Linked DNA regions of Ovis aries: region 2 is linked to region 1. Evidence: chromatin contacts called from public Hi-C data. All regions are on one chromosome and are shown on one strand. The core of a region is the stretch at or near the end of the contact, and the rest is flanking DNA. Distances in the headings are between cores, read along the strand shown.

Region 1 (6,070 bases), core at 2,058-4,557:
TCTCCAGCTGAGGAGGTGAGGAGTGGATGCCTGTATCTTGAGCCTCTATCTGGGCTCCTTAGAGCACAACCAGAAGACCACTGACTGAGTCAGACCTGCTAAGTGTAAAGGGAAGGAAATGGCTCCTTAGGAGAGACTTGACTCACCCAGGGTCACAGCTAATGACCTATGAACCCAGGTCCCCAGAATCCCCAATTTTCCCATTTTTCGACACACATCAATCAGCCTTTGAAATTTTTTTCAAGTTAGGCTCTTGGGAGCGTCTCTCTTGTATTATCCCTACCATTCTGCTTGATCGATTTTGGCTTTACTTTTAAATTTTATTTTATTTTAATTTTTATTTATTTTATTGCCGGATAATCTCAGATTCCCAACCAGGGATTGAACCCGGGCCATGGCAGTGAAAGCCTGGAATCCTAGCCACTTGGCCACCAGGGAACACCCCATCATTTCTCCTTTTTTAATTAATTAATTAAGATTTTTATGTGGATCATTTTAAAAATCTTTATTGAATTTGTTACAATACTGTTTCTGTTTTATGTTTTGGCTTTTTGGCCATGAGACATGTGGAATTTTAGCTCCCCAACCAGGGATCAAACCCACATGCCCTGCATTGGAAGGTGAAGTCTTAACCACTGGACTGCCAGGGAAGTCCCTATTTCTCCTTTTTAAGAGTCACTCTCCCTGACTTGAAATGCCAGCATGCCTCCTCAGTGTTGGGGCCTTGTCGGGTTTCCCTCACTTTCTTTTCCTTTCTTCCCTCCCACCTTCCCTCCCTCCCTTTCTTTCTTCATGAAGTGTTTATTGTCCGCTGTAAACATTTAGGAGGAATTGGGGCCAAGCTCCCAATGATTAAAAACTGAAAGTGTTTTCCCCGCCTACGTCGATTACCGTGCGGTTAAGCAAGGACGTAAGCATCCAGGGACTAACCGCAGAATGACCCCCACGCAGCACAACACCAGCAGGACCACTTCTTCCACGTCACGCACAGTGTAATTTCCAAGGGCCCTGCACCAAGAGGAAGTGAGACGTGACTGGGATGATCTTTCTTAGTGGGCTTTAGGTGAGACCTTAGTGGAAAAGATGACACAAGGCTGGTACTCAGGTTCAAGCAGGAAAGGGGCAGGAAAGGGGGTCACAGACTTATCTGACACTTACTGAGTGCCAGCTGTGTGTATGGCACTGGCTTGGGCCTTGAGGATACACTGAACTGGGAAAACACAGTCCCTGCCCTCATGGAGCTTACAATCCAGTGGGAAGACAGATATTAAATAGTTGTGATCATGTGACAGATAACAGCCAACACTTATTGAATGCAATATCAGTTCTGATTATCTTTGGCTGTGGGTTACGGAGACTAGAAGACAGTGGCTTAAAACACACGAAAAGTACGTTTTCCCCTCCCACTGAAGGTGGGGGTTGGCTGTCCAGCCGTTCTGCACAAAGTCCTCGGACCTAGACTCCTTTTATCTTGTGACATTGCACCGTGCCCTCTACTCACAGTCCTGATGGCTGTTCTGGATCAGCCACCTTGGCTCCTGAGGGAATATTTCTGGAAGCATTTCCTACCCGGTGAACCTCCTCAGGAACTGGTGTAGCTCACCGGGGTCTTTATTGTATTCGGCCTCCTCATTTGAAGACACAAGAACCTTTGTGCTCCTAGTCATCTTTTCCCCGCCCCAGCCTCCTCCGCAGCTTCCCTGGTGGCTCAGATGGTAAAGGACCCACCTGCAGTGCAGGAGACCCAGGTTCAGTCCCTGGATTGGGCAGATCCTTGGTGAAAGGAGTGGCAATCCACTCCAGCATTCTTGCCTGGAGAATCTCATGGGAGAGCCTAGCAAGCTGTTGTCCATGGGCTCACGTGACTAAGCACACACACACAACCTCCTCCTGGTCGGCCCATCAGTAAGGCTCAGCACTCGTCCCGTCTGAGAAGAGCTATGGGTAAAACTGACCCATCTGCAAGATTTTCTTTGAATGGACTGACTTCCAATACTTCAAACCGGGACTCAGACCATGCCTTGGTCTGCTTGGGTTGCTAGGACAAAACACTACAGCTTAAGTGGCTTCAGTAACAGACGCTGATTTCTCACAGATTTGGAGGCTTGGAGTCTGAGATCAAAGTGTAAGCATGATTGGGTTCTGGTAAGGCCTCTTTCTGGCCTCCAGGTGGCTAATTTCCTGCTGAATCCTAACAGAGAGGAAAAAAAAGGAGAGAGAAAGAGAGCAAGAAAGAAAGACAGTCAGAGAGACAGACTGATCCCAGTATGAGGGCTCCACTCTCGTGACTTCACCAAAACGTAAGTAGCAAAGGTTTTACCTCCAAGCACCATCACACTGGAGACTAGGGGCTTTACCATATGAATTTTGGGGGACACAATTCAGTCTCAGGGCAGACCATGTAACTTACAGGAACAGGACTGCGCCCCCTGTGGTCCCTTCTCTCACCCTGCAGGCTGGCTGACTGTGGACTTGAGAGGGCGGCACCACAGGAGGATGAGTAAGGTGGGAGGTGGAAGGAAGGGGTGTCCCAGCTCTTGGGTGGATTGAAGGAAGGCTCCAGCCTGGAGCTAGACATGGCACCATTCTGACAGGGTGACGGCAAGTGATGGACATGGGAAAATCGCTTTAGTGGAGCACAGAGGAATGTACCCATAGGCTGGGCATCGTGCCTCCCAGAGATTGGTACAGGAAACCCGGCCCCCAGTGCAACTACCTTCCCACCCTAAACCCTGCAGACAGATGCGGAGGAGAAAGTTGTATGCTTCAGGTCAGAGAGGTTGGGGAGTTTTCTTTAAAGTTCCCATTGCCGGAGGGAATGAGCCAAGGCAAGTGTAGGGAGGAGACTTAATGCTCTTTTCACTCAGCTGCTTTCCTCTGCAGCGTTTATTAGTAGAAAAGGGCCCTAAGGGATTTGGGGGGTGGCGCAATACCTATGTTACACCACTAGATGGCAGAATTGCAGCAGCCATGCTTCCAAAGGACGCCCAAGAGTGAAAATTACAGGAAAACTGATTCCCACCCTGGGCTGGAAGGAACTCTCAGAAATCACTTAGTCCATCTCTATGTTTTAAGAAAAATGGAGGTTTTATTCATTTTCAAAGACTCACAACTATTAGTGAGCTTCCTTCAGGAACCCCTCAAAGGTTTTTCAGCGAGGGGGCAGAGAGAGGACTGTTTTGGAAACACGGAAACCTGGCATCTAGACCAGTTTTGCTCCTAAAACACACACACTCGGCTTCTGATCCACAGGTTGCAAAATAAGGAAGTCGATTAGATCACTTTAATGTCCTTTCCAGCTCTCTGATTCAGGTCATTTGGAATGCACCCAACTACTTGCTATACTCAACTCAGAATGATCTCTGTTCATTTCCAAGGCAAACCATTCAGTATCACGGGAATCCAAGTCTATGCCCCGACCAGGAACTCTGAAGAAGCTGAACAGTTCTATGAAGACCTACAAGACCATCTAGAACTAACACCCAAAAAAGATGTCCTTTTCATTATAGGGGACTGGAATGCAAAAGTAGGAAGTCAAGAAACACCTGGGGTAACAGGCAAATTTGGCCTTGGAGTACAGAATGAAGCAGGGCAAAGGCTAATAGAGTTCTGCCAAGAGAATGTACTGGTCATAGCAAACACCCTCTTCCAACAACACAAGAGAAGACTGTACACATGGACATCACCAGATGGTCAACACCAAAATCAGATTGATTATATTCTTTGCAGCCAAAGATGGAGAAGCTCTATACAGTCAACAAAAACAAGACCGGGAGCTGACTGTGGCTCAGATCATGAACTCCTCATTGCCAAATTCAGACTGAAATTGAAGAAAGTGGAGAAAACCACTACACCATTCAGGTATGACCTAAATCAAATCCCTTATGATTATACAGTAGAAGTGAGAAATAAATTTAAGGGACTAGATCTGACAAAGTGCCTGATGAACTATGGATAGAGGTTCATGACATTGTACAGGAGACAGGACTCAAGACCATCCCCAGGAAAAAAAATGCAAAAAAGCAAAATGGCTGTCTGAGGAGGCCTTACAAATAGCTGTGAAAAGAAGGGAACCAAAAAGCAAAGGAGAAAAGGAAAGATATACCCACCTGAATGCAGAGTTCCAAAGAATAGCAACGAGAGATAAGAAAGCCTTCCTCAGTGATCAATGCAAAGAAATAGAGGAAAACAATGGAATGGGAAAGTCTAGAGATCTCTTCAAGAAAATTAGATTTACCAAATGAATATTTCATGCAAAGACGGGCTCAATAAAGGACAGAAAGTGTATGGACCTAACAGAAGCAGAAGATATTAAGAAGAGGTGGCAAGAATACACAGAAGAACTGTAGAAAAAAGAGCTTCCTGACCCAGATAATCACGATGGTGTGATCAATTCACCTAGAGCCAGACATCCTGGAATGTGAAGTCAAGTGGGCCTTAGAAAGCATCACTACGCACAAACTAGTGGAGGTGATGGAATTCCAGTTGAGCTGTTTCAAATCCTGAAAGATGATGCTGTGAAAGTGCTGCACTCAATATGCCAGCAAATTTGGGAAACTGAGCAGTGGCCACAGGACTGGAAAAGGTCAGTTTTCATTCCAACCCCAAAGAAAGGCAATGCCAAAGAATGCTCAAACTACTGCACAATTGCACTCATCTCACATGCTAGTAAAGTAATGCTCAAAATTCTTCAAGCAAGGCTTCAGCAATATGTGAACCGTGAACTTCCAGATGTTCAAGCTGGTTTTAGAAGAGGCAGAGGAACCAGAGATCAAATTGCCAACATCTGCTGGATCATGGAAAAAGCAAAAGAGTTCCAGAAAAACATCTATTTCTGCTTTATTAACTATGCCAAGGCCTTTGACTGTGTGGATCACAATAAACTGTGGGAAATTCTGAAAGAGATGGGAATACAGATCACCTGACCTGCCTCTTGAGAAACCTATATGCAGGTCAGGAAGCAACAGTTAGAACTGGACATGGAACAACAGACTGGTTCCAAATAGGAAAAGGAGTATGTCAAGGCTGTATATTGTCACCCTGCTTATTTAACTTATATGCAGAGTACATCATGAGAAACGCTGGGCTGGAGGAATCACAAGCTGGAATCAAGATTGCCGAGAGAAATATCAATAACCTCAGACATGCAGATGACAGCACCCTTATGGCGAAAGTGAAGAAGAACTAAAATGCCTCTTGATGAAAGTGAAAGAGGAGAGTGAAAAAGTTGGCTTAAAGCTCAACATTCAGAAAACTAAGATCATGGCATCTGGTCCCATCACTTCATGGCAAATAGATGGGGAAACAATGAAAACAGTGGCTGATTATATTTTTCTCAGCTCCAAAATCACTGCAGATGGTGATTGCAGCCATTAACTTAAAAGATGCTTACTCCTTGGAAGGAAAGTTATGACCAACCTAGACAACATATTAAAAAGCAGAGACGTTACTTTCCAACAAAGGTCCGTGTAGTCAAGGCTATGGTTTTCCAGTAGTCGTGTATGGATGTGAGAGTTGGACTATAAAGTAAGCCGAGTGCCGAAGAATTGATGCTTTTGAACTGTGGTACTGGAGAAGACTCTTGAGAGTCTCTTGGACTGCAAGGAGATCCAACCAGTCCATCCTAAAGGAGATCAGTCCTGGGTGTTCACTGGAAGGACTGATGTTGAAGCTGAAACTCCAATAGTTTGGCCACCTGATGTGGAGAGCTGACTCATTTGAAAAGACCCTGATGCTGGGAAAGATTGAGAGCAGGAGGAGAAGGGGACAACAGAGGATGAGATGATTGGATGGTATCACCGACTTGATGGACATGGGTTTGAGTGGACTCTGGGAGTTGGTGATGGACAGGGAGGCCTTGCGTGCTGTGGTTCATGGGGTTGCAAATAGTCAGACATGACTGAGCGACTGAACTGAACTGAGTCCAACTCTAGATCACCTCCAGTCTTGTTTTAGTTTCACCCTCACTGTGTATATGTGTTTAGAACCTTAAGTGGCAGAAAGCATTCAGTCAAAATAACTGCAGAGTCCACAGCTGCAGGTGCTTCGGAAGTCACCTTCCCAAAATGTG
Region 2 (6,070 bases), core at 2,649-5,148, 570 kb after region 1:
AGTATCTGAGTTTATGTGACTTAGTGGCATTCTTTTTATTTTTTTTATTGCTTGTGAAAGAGGCCAGAAGCAACACAAGAGAATGACCTTTCAGTTTCAGGGAACAATTTTGCCATCCCCCAGGGAACCTTGATTAGATATGGGTTTTCCTAAGGATCCTAATCCTGATCCCTTGGATTACTCTGAAAAACAACTGATCTCACACCCTCTTTCTTGGTGAGGGGTTGCAATTTTTTATTATGGAAAAATATAAACACCATAACATTTATTATTTTAACATATTTAAGTGTATATAATCCATTACCTTTTCTCTTTTCTAAAAAAAGGAAAACACATGTTCCACACTGATGGAGACAGTGGCTTATAATGTAAAATTATAACATGCCAGGAACAAGTAATGAAGATAGTGAAGGCTCCCAAAACTGTTCAATGAAATAAGCCTGAAGTAATTTTGTGTTACCTTGAATATTCAAAACTGTCTAAAAATATTTGCCATTCTTTATAATTTTTATGATTGGGACAAAAATAAATAGCATTTTCTATCCATAAAACAAAATTCAGTTTGACAAGTTTTTTGGGTTTTTTTTTGCTATGGCTGTGTAAGTATAACAAGAAAACCTAAGAGATTTCATTTGGATGCCAAAATATTAGAATTCCTGGGATATTTCCTTGGGTCAATGGGCTAACAGAACAGAATATTTTTAAGTAGATCTGTCCTGGAAAATCTAGGATAGCTTCTATTAAAATTATTCTTAACAGAAAAACATTCTATTAAATTATCACACACTGTTGACAACAGCATAAGTTGGCCTCTCTCTGATGGAATGCAATATAGCAACAGGTACTCAGCCAGTTCACTAGTTATTTCCTGAGCTGCATACTGTGTGCTGGATCCTGTTCTCGGACCTAGATGTGTAACCGTGAGCAGACAGATAAAATGCTCTGACCAAAGACTGAGGGCAGGAGAAGGGGGCAACAGAGGATGAGATGGTTAGATAGCATCACCAAATCAATGGAGTCTGAGCAACTCCAGGAGATAGCAAAGGACAGGAAAGCCTGGCATGCTGCAGTCCATGGGGTCACAAAGAGTCAGACATGACTTAGTAACTAAACAACACAGAGCTTCGTAACAGAGCTAATTTTAACCATTGACTCAGCACTTCCACTTCTAGAAATTAATCCTAAAGAAATAATAATGAAGGTACAAAATGATTTAGTTATAAGGATTTTTCTTATGGTGAATTTTTAGTAGTAAGAAACAAAGTAGCCTAATTGTCTGATACATCATGGTATAACTATCCAAAACAACACAAGGGTCATTAAAATGATGTTGTAAAAGATACTTCAAATAAAAGGATAATATTCACAATTGCAAAGCTCCTAAAAGGAATGAGAGAACTTTATGGAGTTGTTCTAAAACTTAATTATGGTTGAACCCAGGTCTCCAGCATTGTAGGCAGACTCTCCCGTGTTAGCCACCAGGGAAGCCCCTAACTATGATGGTGTTGCACAAATACATAGTTTTATGAAAACTCATCAACCTGTACATTTTAAATGGATGAATTTAATTGTATGTCAACTTTACCTCAGTGAAGCTGTAAAAAAGCAGGGAGGGGCACAAAGTAGTTTGTTCTAAAACTATTTAACTTAAAAATTATTTCTATAAACAAGAAACACTGGAAGGATATAAATCAAAGTGTCTAATGTGCTAAACTAAGGGTGGGGTATGATATTTTCTTTTCTTCTTTTGCCTTATATATATCTTCTAAATGTTCTACAGTAATCTTATATTTATTTGCAATAAGGAAAAAACATCACAAAAGCTGTTTAAAATTTGACATTGTTAAACCAACAATATATAGGACTGCTACAAAGGCTGTCCAGGGTCGATGAAATGTTAAAAGAGAGCAAATTAGGACAGTAGGCTCCCTTCACCCGTCTTCAGTTCCAGAGCACATGCTTACACAGCCCAAAACTTTCCACTGATTGGAACTGAAAGAAAAGCCTGAAACAATTAACTACCTCAGTCCAGGGTTAACACTCAAGGCCATAATCCAGAATGAAATTTCTCAATCTTTCCCTGCTTTGAACCCCTGCCACCCACTGAGCTGGGAGAATTCTCATTACTCACCAGCAGAGGGACCCTTAGCTCCTCTGAAAGGTAGTTCTTGCTGACTCTACAGCCTGATACCATGAAGGACTCACAGATGTCGTCCAAATTCCTCTGAAATATTATTGTAGGTGCTTCAAAAGATGGAGAAAAATGAGTTTTACAGGCCAACCAAAGGTAATTGTATAAAAGTTAAGATTAGGATACTTTGTCACATCTTAATGAAAGGCCCAACTTGCTTGACACTTTAAATGACTCTAATTGCAACTAATATAGCAAGTAACTTCAAGTGAAGACAGTGTGAGCTATCTGGAAGAAAATATGCAATAGGACTGTTGACCGGCACCACAAATCTTTCGGTGTGGGGAGAGAGAAAAAAAAGAAACCTGTAGATGACAGAACAAGATATCAAGAATAAATATGAACCAACCACCTTATCTACACAACCGACCTTGAGAAAAGATAAAAATTCTTGTACTTGCTTTTTGGAAAGGAGCTTTTGTTCAAAATGTTTCAAAAGACCATGAGAATAGCAAAACAGTATTGTTTCCAAATAAACTACAAGTTCTTTACTGTCATCTTTTTTATTCACTCCTGTATTTTTCTTTGTGATTTAGGGTTTGTTTCCTTTTTTTTTTTTTTTTTTTGGAGGGAAAGTTATAGAATCATCGCTCCCTTTGGTTTTGCCTATGGAAAGACGGGTTTCCCTGGTGGCTCAGTTGGTAAAGAATCCTCCTGCAATGCAGACTCAGGTTCAGTCCGTGGGTGGGGAAGATCCCCTGGAAAAGGGAATGGCTTACCCACTCCAGTATTCTTTCCTGGAAAATCCCACTGACAGAAGAGCCTGGTAGGCTACAGCCCATGTGGTCGTAAAAGAGTGAGACACGACTTAGCGACTAAACCACCACCACCACCATGGAAAGATTCAGCAATAAGCTATCACTGGTTACCAGTGTGTTAAACCTAGAACTATATTACTTAAATAACGAATCCCTTCTCTTCTTCCAAATGGTAGTCATCCCTCTTCTGGAAATCTCAATTAACTTTATCTTATATTGACAGCATACTTCCTTCTTTTGTAAGTTTGTGGCAATTATCGAAACAAATGTAAGGCTGGAAATGTATTAATTATATATATGTATGTATTACAATTCTGATTGTGCAAATAAGCTTTCATATGGATAATTCAAAAAGTTAGGTGGTGGGGTTATACTTTTAAACTTGTCCTTGGATATGTGATTTGACGGTTAAACTTCGTGTTCTCAAAATTCATTTCATATCCTTCTCCAGAAAAACAGTGTGGATATCAACAACACACACACACACACAACACACACTTTTTTCTTTCCTTTTTCACACTGTGAAAAGCTGGAAAACTGCCCTATTTCCTCGCCCTGCTTGCTATTTTTCTCAATTATTTTGGCCACTACTCTACAGTAAATCGAGGTAATTATCTAATTATTAAAGTGATTCAAAATTTTTTGTCTTACAACTTAAGAGAAACTGGGGACCTGTTAGAGCATCCTAGAATTAGGAGGCTCAAGTGGAACGTCTACCACTTTCTGGCCCGCCTGTTGAAGGACTAAAGACTCCGGGGCGAAAACCCGCTGACTCTCCTTCCCAAATAGCTCCATCCCACCAGGCAGAGTCCGAAAGCCGCCTCAACGGGAGACTTCATGACTGCCCCACCCGGCCTCCGTGTTTTCCCGCCCAGACCTTGCGATTTCCGAAAGGGGTGTGGCCTGCAGAGCCTTCGCGCGTGAGGGGAAAGTAGGTGTTTCCGGTTCCGGTGTCATGGACGGCTCCTTCCCTGAAGGCGATCCTGCAGCCGTCTGCGGGAAGAGGCAGCAATTCGGGAGCCGGTTTCTGAGCGACCCCGCTCGCGTCTTTCACCACAATGCCTGGTAAGTGCCCTACCCTTCGCCCGGCCTGCGGTTCGCCCTGTCCCAGCGCCGCAGAGCACTCTGAGAAGGCCCTGACCGCCGACCAGAGTCCTGCGGACCTACTCTTGGCCCTCTCCTCCCACGGAAGAGGCGCTTCGGGGCCAGCGACTCCCTGCCCGCGGCGAAAACCTGAGGCGCCTACGCTGCCCATTTCATTTCCCCAGGGACAACGTGGAGTGGTCGGAGGAGCAGGCCGCGGAGGCAGAGAGGAAAGTCCAGGAGAACAGCACTCAGCGGGTGTGCCAGGAGAAGCAAGGTGCGCCCAGGTGGACCCTCAGTGGTAATGACAGCCTGCGTACTGCTGGACATGCTCTCCGGAGAAGCCAGAGAACCGAGGCCCCGAGAGTCTTTGTTACTGGTCTGATACAGAACTCTGGGATAGAACGAGAAGGGGAGGGGTTGGGCAAGGCTGGGAAAGGGCTGTGCCTTGACATCTTGTTAGGGCATAAAGGGTGTTTTGGTTTTGCTTTTTTGTTTGGAAGAGGATAACTGTATCTCGATAGCGTTTTCTAGTGACTTAAGTCTTTCATTGGTGGCTCAGGTGATAAAGCGTCTGCCTACAATGCAGGCGACCTGGGTTCAATCCTTGGGGAGGGAAGATCTCCTGGAGAAGGAAATGGCAACCCACTCCAGTATTCTTGCCTGGAAAATCCCATGGATGATGGAACCTGGTAGGCTACAGTCCATGGGGTCGCAAAGAGTCGGACACGACTGAGCAGCTTCACTAAGTCTTTAATTATGTTGACTAGACCCATATCAATATGACTGACCTGTGGCAACATGATTGTCTTAGAGAATATTCTTTCTACATCATTACATTTTGCCCGAGGAAATGTTGCTATTACAGCTGGATTCAAGTGGTCAGATTCTAAATGATGGGGGGTGAGGGGTGGCTGGCTAACAAATCGTGAGTTATGTGTCTTTTCCTTGTGTGGTGGCTATGAGGTGGTAAGGCTTCTGCAAAGGAAAGGTGGATGAATCAGAGTGGAAATAAGTCTGGCCAAAGAAAAAGAAGCCTCTTCTGAAGAGGTGGATGATTTCACTGAAAAATATTCCTAGTTAGTAAAACTAGAACTGGTTGGGCCTGTGTTCTAAGTGACAGTTGAAGGTGGCACTAGAAATTGCAGAGTAGTACCCACAGAAATATTTCTGAACAAGTACAAGAGTCCAGTTATGAAATATTAACCTTACATAGTTTGACAAAGACTACATCAAAGCAAATTAAGGTTGAAAGGGATTTTGAAAATCATATAGTCCAATATCCTCTTTTTACAGTTAAAGAAACTTGGACTTCAGGACATTAAGTGCCTTGCCCAGAGGTAAGCAGTTTAGTTAGTAGTGGTAGAATTGAGATCCAGTTTCTTAGGTTTTTATTCTTCTACTACACTAGTCAAAGCTCTGTATTGGCAAGGAGCAGAAAGCTAAAATCTAGTTATAAGCCAGTGTTATCTCAAAAATAAGAAGTAAAATTGAAATCTAGGACTGCCTTGATCACCTTGAATAACACAGGTTTCTTTTAAATAGTCCATACTTGAGTCTGTCCTGTCCTCTATCATCAGATCTCTTCTTATCGGAACACTTTTCCTCTTGTCATCATTTTCTGTTTCCATGCTTGGTATCTGTTAGTAGTGAATTCATTTCTGGGCTCCACACTATAAAGAACCACAGACTCAGGAATATAATGTAAAGAAGATACAGTATCATACCTGTATTATAACCATTGACTTCACATGGGGAATAACTGAAGAACCTGGGACATTTAGCTTGTAAAAGAGGTTTTAGAAAGGGAAATAATGGCCCTCAAATACGAAAGAGCTGTTCTGTATGAGAAATAGTAGGACCTTTTGACCAGAAATGATTAGACAGGTTTTTTGCTTAATATTAGGATTTCCCAATAGTTAAGAGCCATCTAAAGATGTGGGAGGAGAATTGATAGGTAGTAAGTTTTCTGGCAGAAGTTGAAACTCCCTGGAAGGACAAGATAGAGAGCAAAGTCAAGTGTGATAGGACCAAATGA

What was found. Hi-C and Micro-C count contacts between places; a contact is called where the count stands out from the background.
Region 2: a Hi-C map of liver shows a contact between it and region 1, with 3 times the contacts expected there. The contact joins the promoter of METTL2A here to the enhancer-like site in region 1. A contact is called at or near these places in 5 of 16 Hi-C or Micro-C datasets (hypothalamus, liver, omental adipose tissue and 1 more).

What each region holds. Positions count from the first base shown.
Region 1 is chr11:46,030,269-46,036,338 of ARS-UI_Ramb_v3.0, forward strand. No RefSeq gene overlaps it. Among named protein-coding and RNA genes, the nearest start is that of MYL4, 19 kb to the left of the region's middle. Within about 2 kb of position 3,308, at least 2 of the 54 cell types and tissues checked have an H3K27ac peak or open chromatin away from gene starts, as enhancers often do. A contact at or near this core is called in liver, where this site is marked.
Region 2 is chr11:46,595,538-46,601,607 of ARS-UI_Ramb_v3.0, forward strand. It overlaps METTL2A (methyltransferase 2A, tRNA N3-cytidine), which reads left to right and starts at 3,899. Exons shown (of 8, transcript XM_012186284.5): 1 at 3,899-4,014; 2 at 4,218-4,309. The coding sequence starts at 3,905. It overlaps EFCAB3 (EF-hand calcium binding domain 3), which reads left to right. Exons shown (of 47, transcript XM_060395751.1): 47 at 1-556.